2 separate regions of the Mus musculus genome follow, and region 1 is linked to region 2. Evidence: chromatin contacts called from public HiChIP or PLAC-seq data. All regions are on one chromosome and are shown on one strand. The core of a region is the stretch at or near the end of the contact, and the rest is flanking DNA. Distances in the headings are between cores, read along the strand shown. Region 1 has its middle 45 kb from the start of Gm11426. Region 2 has its middle 73 kb from the start of Ccl1.

Region 1 (2,919 bases), core at 135-2,634, 430 kb before region 2:
AGACCCACATTTTCAGGTATACCAGTTCCATTCAGTTGCAGCCTGAAGGCTTGGAGTCTCTCTTACCTCACCCCTGGCTCCCACCACTCTCGTTTCTTTCCCAACCTTTCCCTGCCCCAATTCTACACTTACAGCCCCAGACCTGCCCTAATGGAAGCCAATCTTAGCTGTCCTCCAAACTGCCTGTCAGGGGCCGGGGTCTGAGACTACCGTGCCCTGTGGAGGTGGGAGGATAACCTACAGGCTGGAAAACAGGGCAAGCCGCAATGCCAACTGCCACACAATGGATTTGTGTTCTTGCACACAGCGGACATTCTTCTCAGCATCTTCTGTGGGGTATCCTTTTTAGTCCCTACCTCGACACTATGTGGTAGGCACCAATTCCATGCTGATTGGACAGAAAAGGAGCCCTGAGCTAGGAGAAAGCAAAGGATGCAGATTGGAAGAGGCAGAGCTGGGGCCCAGTGTGAGTGATGCTGGAGACAGTACCATGTGTCCTGAAGTGAGGGTGCTTCCACCTATCCTTATACCCACCCAGGTACAGAGAAAGGAACTGTGGTTTTGAGAACCTAAGCGACTGATTTGTTTCACACAGGATCAGAATGCAAGCCACACGGACTAGAAGGCCATATTGGTTTGCGTTATCCATACCTCTATGAGACCAAAGGACTGAACGATACTCTACACATCCTTGGAGCAGAGGAATAGGAAGAGATCCTCAAAAGGTCCAGACAGCTCACCCTGTGTGTGTTGGGATGGGGTGGGGTGCAAAGCACACTGGATGTCCTTGGAATTCATTGAGAGTGAACTTCCACACGTGTGTCTGGGACACGGATTAAATCTAAAGCCTTCGCCATTTCAAGACTTGGAAGAATCAACAAAGGATGAAAACAAATGTATGTTCTCCCAGCCTTTGCTTACTAGCGAGCTTATCTCCGAGGAGCAGGCTAATCACGGCACGCAGCGCCCATGTGGGGCTAATGCGCTTTGTTGTAAGTTTTATTTGATTACAACAGCAAAAGGCTGTTTGAGACTTAGGGTGCAGCTGTATGGCTGCTTGATCGAAAACAAACAAACAACAACAACAAAAAAATAGAAGCAGAGGGACCAGCAGGGACCAGGAGTCTCAGATAATGAGGCTGGTGCTTAAGAGTAGGTTAATCAGCAGAGGCCCTGTGCTGGGTCCTTAGTAGACAGAGGCCATGCTGCCTTAATGGCTCTCACAGCGGCCTGGGGCTTCTTTCATGCAGCAGTATTAGATCAAGATTTGGGCCATTCATGGGGATGAGGCTGAAGGGGAACGGGAGAATAGGAGGGGCTGCCGAGCGTGACTCTGATGACCGGTGGTGCATGCTTCCTTTCCTCATGCGTGCCCGCACATGCGTGTGTGCTTGTGTGTATGCTGTTCGGATGGAACCCAGGCCTTGCTCGCTTACACAAGCTAGGCAAGCACTCTGCTTCCGTGCTAGCTAGTTTTATGCCAACTTGACACAACGAAAATCATCTGAGAGGAGGGAACCTCAATTAAGAAAATGCAGCCCTAAGATGTCAAGCCTGTAAAGCATTTTCTTAATTAGTGATCGATGGGGGAGGGCCCAGCGCATTGTGGGTGGGGCCAGCCCTGGGCTGGTGGGCCTGGGTTCTATAAGAAAGCAGGCTGAGCAAGCCATGAGGAGCAGTACCCTCTATTGCTTCTGCGTCAACTCGTGTTCAGGTTTCTGTTGTGTTTGAGTTTGTAGCCTGGCTTCCCTCAATGATGGACTATTACCAGGAGCTGTAGGCTGAAATAACCCCTTTCCTCCCTAGTGGCTTTGGTCATGGTGTTTCATCACAGCAATAGTGACCGTAACCAAGACAATTGCCTTGCTCCTGCTCAAGCCTTGTTTTGTTTTACAGACAAAATAAAATCCCCCAATTTTCCTCTGACCAATCTGACTTGGTTTTGTTCGTTTTCAGAAGGGTTTCTTTGTGTAGCCCTGACTGTCCTGGAACTCACTTTGTAGACCAAGCTGGCTTCTAACTCAGTGAGGCTGTCTCTGCTTCCTGAGTGCTGGAATTAAAGGCGTGTGCTACCATCGGCTGGCTTGGCCTCTCTCTCTCTCTCCCTCTCTCCCTCCCTCTCTCTCTCTCTCTCTCTCTCTCTCTCTCTCTCTGTGATTCTTGGCTGGCTCCGGAACTTGCTTTTGTGCCCAGATTGGCTACCAACTCACGACAATCCCCTCTGGTGCTGGGACAGCAGACGTGTTCCTTCATGTCTGGTTAATGAGGGGGTTTGGGGTGTCAGCTCCATACGCGTTGTGCCACGAGTCTACACAGCAGCCTTACCAAGCAAGCGTTTGAGCTCATTTTACAGATGAGCAAACAGAGTTTTGGTCAAGTGCTCTCTGCATAGGGTAGTGGTGGGGACTGGGACTCTACATTGTACTCATTGGGGGCCTGTATCCTTCTGGCCAGGCTGGCTGCAGTAGTGTGTTTCATTGAGGTTCTAGGTGTAGCAGGAGAGACTCGTGCTGATCCAGGCTGCTCTACTCAGCTTCCTTGGGGCCTCTCAGGGGGAAGAAAGCAGAATGGACAGGGGGTGGGGGTCAGGGGGGATTTGTCCCAGACTGTGTGATACCAAAGAAGTGACTGGCTGGGCGGTGGTGGCGCATGCCTTTAATCCCAGCACTTGGAAGGCAGAGGCAGGCGCATTTCTGAGTTCGAGGCCAGCCTGGTCTACAGAGTGAGTTCCAGGACAGCCAGGGCTACACAGAGAAACCCTGTCTCAAAAAACAAAAAAACAAAAACAAAAACAAAAACAAAAACAAACAAACAAACAAACAAAACCCAAAGAAGTGACTGGATGACTCTAATCTATGTCTCCAAAGTGTTCCTGACCTTCCTCCCATGGTCATTGTGCGTAACTGCCATCTGTGAGGG
Region 2 (3,376 bases), core at 228-2,727:
AGGATCCCCTAGGGGCTTCAGCAAAGGAGCAGTATACAGGCAGGCAAGTAGAGGTCAGGATCTCTCTTCTCCCAGCAGGGACAGTAGCAAAACATATTGGCTTTCACAGACAAGGTGGCCTCCTCTATGGGCACAGATAGGAATGAGGGCCTGGGCAGGGCTGATTGCTATAGGACCCATCACAGGCCAAGGCTCACTTTTTCTGCTCTGCACAGCCACTCCACCTGTTGGAAATTAACCCAAGGACTAGCCAGGTAGAAGGGATAAGGCCTGAGGCCAGTTCCCCACCCCTACCCCAGCATTCACCAAGTCTTTCTCCCATATATTACCAGTTTCAAAATAACTGTGTACAGACTTGGTTCGTGTCCTAGGCTAGTCATTCATGCATTCATTCATTCAGACGTCCAGGAGAGCTTCTGAAATTGCTAAGATGTGCTGGGCACTGTGCCAAGCAGCAGCCCCGAGATGAATGAGACCCTGTCCTTGTTGTAAAAAGGCTCAGAGGCTGCTGTGGAGACAGAAGACAGACCTGCAAACAGGCACTGTGTGGCTTGGGGACATTCCAGGGCCTGGATGTGGGGTAGGAGTGGACCTTCAGAGAGAAATCCCTGAAGGAAGCCGAGCTTGAGCTCAGCTGGAGGAAATCTATCTGTCGGCATCCTCAGTACTGAGTTGGTGGGATCATTCTGGCTCTTGTCTGACAGAGAAGGAAGCACTGGGAGAAGGAGAGCCTGAGGTTTGATGGAGCTCTTATCCCAGCGGATCCTACGTGCCCAGGAACCTTCCATACCCTACCTTGAAGGTTAGGAGTTAGGATCTCAAGATGGGATTTGATTCACAAGTCAGCCTCAAATGGGCTGTACTCCCAAGCCCCCTTCCTGAAGAAGAGGACAAGGTTTCCAGGAGACTGTAAGATGATGGTGGTGAATGATGCTCTGGAAGGGGAAGAGCACACTCTCATGACTCAGAGTTTTTAAATTGGTTTTTAAGAGGGGTTTCATGCACCCATTGGGACTGGAGCCTGGGAGCAGAGCTTAGGCTTGTTCAATCACTGGGAGGCTCAGGGATGTTGATGTATGGAACGATTGCACCTTGGACTTTGTACAGGAAGGCCTGCGCACTAGAGGCCCCACTGTGCACATGCAGGCTGAAGTGTACCTCTCACCCTGTGCCCGGCATCTCAGCATCACCGCATCATTTATGCTTCACACCCGAATCCCCTGAGCATCCTGAAGAACCCCCACATCATACCTACTCTGTTCCTGGGCGAGACACTATTGGTGCCTATGTCATAGCTAATATACAAACCTGGATGCTGACTTAGACAAACGCCCATCCAGGCAGATACCTTTGGCTAAGTAGACTTAGATGAGTGCTGGCATAAAGAGTCTGGAAGCTGCACCTGTTAGATGCAAGCTAGGGGCTGATCAGGCCACACCTACCGGCAACAGCCTCCTTCTCACAGCTGCTGTGAAGAAAATGACAAGCCCTTGATGAGAGCCTCTCAGTGAATATGTGACCCTTCAACATACTCCCCAGGTGCACAGATCCCAGGAGAATGGCAAGTAATAGTCTCATTTCTCTAAGGACATCAGAATCTGGGCCATGAAAGGGTTACTGTAAAAAGGGCACCATTCAGCTAGATGTGTGCACTTCCCCACTTCCCCCACCTCTTTGGAGTTTTATGTTCCTTCCCTCAGATTACAGGCAGGGCACATGCTGTGAACTATTCACAGAGCATGAAACTTCCTTCTTCCTCTGGGACCCTTAAGAAGAGACCTACCTAGTTAACTCTGGCTCAGGGGCCAGAGGTCTCTCCTCCAAAGCCCCTGCCATTCTGTTGTCCATCTGTCCACCTGTGGTGTCAGTAACTCTTCTGATAGACCTCCTATCTCAAAGGACAATCCATTCACCCCGTGTCCCCCTCGAACCACAAACCCAGGAACTGTCATCAGCATGTGAGGGAGAGGGAGAGGACATTCTAGGGGCCTCTAGTAGAAAGCATGTTAGCTGCACAGGGAAGGGTGATGGGTCTTGTTTAAGCCTAAACAAAGAGGCAAGGTGGGTTTGGGGAGCCTTGAGAACATCAGTGGCTGAGATCTGAGGTGGGACTAGAAATGCTAAGTCATTGTTACTGGAGCACCAGCTTTAGGTCAGGAGCCAGATGGTCACAGATGGTCCTTCTCCAGTGTCTGGGGCTCCAAGAGTATAGCTAGTGTTGACTTGCCAAGTGTGACCACTGGCTATATCTAACTAAGCTTGCTGTAGAGGAGGCAGATGATGAATCTACAGCCTAGATGTGGGGCCTGGAGAGGCTGGTGGGAGTGAGTTAGGAGAAAGGGTAAGGAGGAAGTGTGGGGGACAGAGGGGAGAGAGGGGGAGGGGGAGAGGGAGAGAGAGAGGGGGCCAGAACAGCAAGCACACATACACATGGGTGAGATCCTAGGGAACATTCTGTAAGAGCGGCTCTAGCAGGTTTGATATTACACTGCTGGACCACCCCGTCCCTCCTTTGTCTTCAGAGGGAGGAGGGTGTCTGGGCAATGCTCACAGAACACCTACTGTGTGCTGCACAGGAAACAAAGGGAAGGGGCTATTCATCTGACACTGTAGTGTGCCTGGGGCACAGCTGTCAGGCAGTTGCTAGGGTGGACCCCATTACACGGAGAGACAATGGGGTGTATGTAAGTGGTGATTTGCTCAAATTCCAGGAGGATTCCGCAAGAGTCCCTGCAGCCTATACTTGGTCACTGTGGCGTTGGGGGTTTGGGTGGGAAGCCTAAGCTTTCTGACATGTGTCCTCCGCACAGCCCAGGCACTGCAAGAGATGATAAACACTGGAGTCCTGCTTTTTCCCACTCTCAGACCTGGATGTCCACACATGTTCTTCACACACACTGAGGGGCTCCAGCCCCCCCCTTTTTTTAACTGTCCCTATCTTAGGTATCAAGGGACTTTATAACAGAAGAACACAGGCCCAGGTTATGTTTGTGTGACTGGGAGAAGAGACCTGAGGCTGGGAACACAAGAGGATCTCATGCCGGTCCACTGGAGCTATGAGACTTCCCTAGGAGGTGGCTCCCAGCTTCGTAACCATGTGCACAGGGAGCCTGAAGTCTGGAGGGACAGCACAAGATGGTGGGAAAGACCCGTCTTTGGGTGCCTTTGGGCTCCAACCTCCCAACGCACTTAGGAGGAAATCGGGAAGCTCTTTTGCAGTTGGCCCGGTCTGTTCCCACCTCCATTCAGTGTCATTCCTGTCTGCTTGCTCCAGATGTTCCACGCATCAGACCTTTGCCCTCCACGGGACCTTTACACATACTGTTCTTTCTCCCAGGAGCTCTTTCCCCTACTTCTAACATCTTCTCTTCATTCC

What was found. HiChIP or PLAC-seq counts read pairs in DNA pulled down with a chosen protein or histone mark.
Region 1: an H3K27ac HiChIP or PLAC-seq map of large pre-B cells shows a contact between it and region 2, with 5 times the contacts expected there. The contact joins two enhancer-like sites. A contact is called at or near these places in 6 of 484 Hi-C or Micro-C datasets (B cells, cerebral cortex, embryonic stem cells and 3 more), 1 of 115 datasets of contacts at active chromatin or transcription factors (large pre-B cells) and 1 of 9 other capture datasets (embryonic stem cells).

Annotation. Positions count from the first base shown.
Region 1 is chr11:82,677,201-82,680,119 of GRCm38.p6, reverse strand. No RefSeq gene overlaps it. Among named protein-coding and RNA genes, the nearest start is that of Gm11426, 45 kb to the right of the region's middle. Within about 2 kb of position 1,384, at least 10 of the 459 cell types and tissues checked have an H3K27ac peak or open chromatin away from gene starts, as enhancers often do.
Region 2 is chr11:82,250,687-82,254,062 of GRCm38.p6, reverse strand. No RefSeq gene overlaps it. Among named protein-coding and RNA genes, the nearest start is that of Ccl1, 73 kb to the right of the region's middle. Within about 2 kb of position 1,477, at least 11 of the 459 cell types and tissues checked have an H3K27ac peak or open chromatin away from gene starts, as enhancers often do.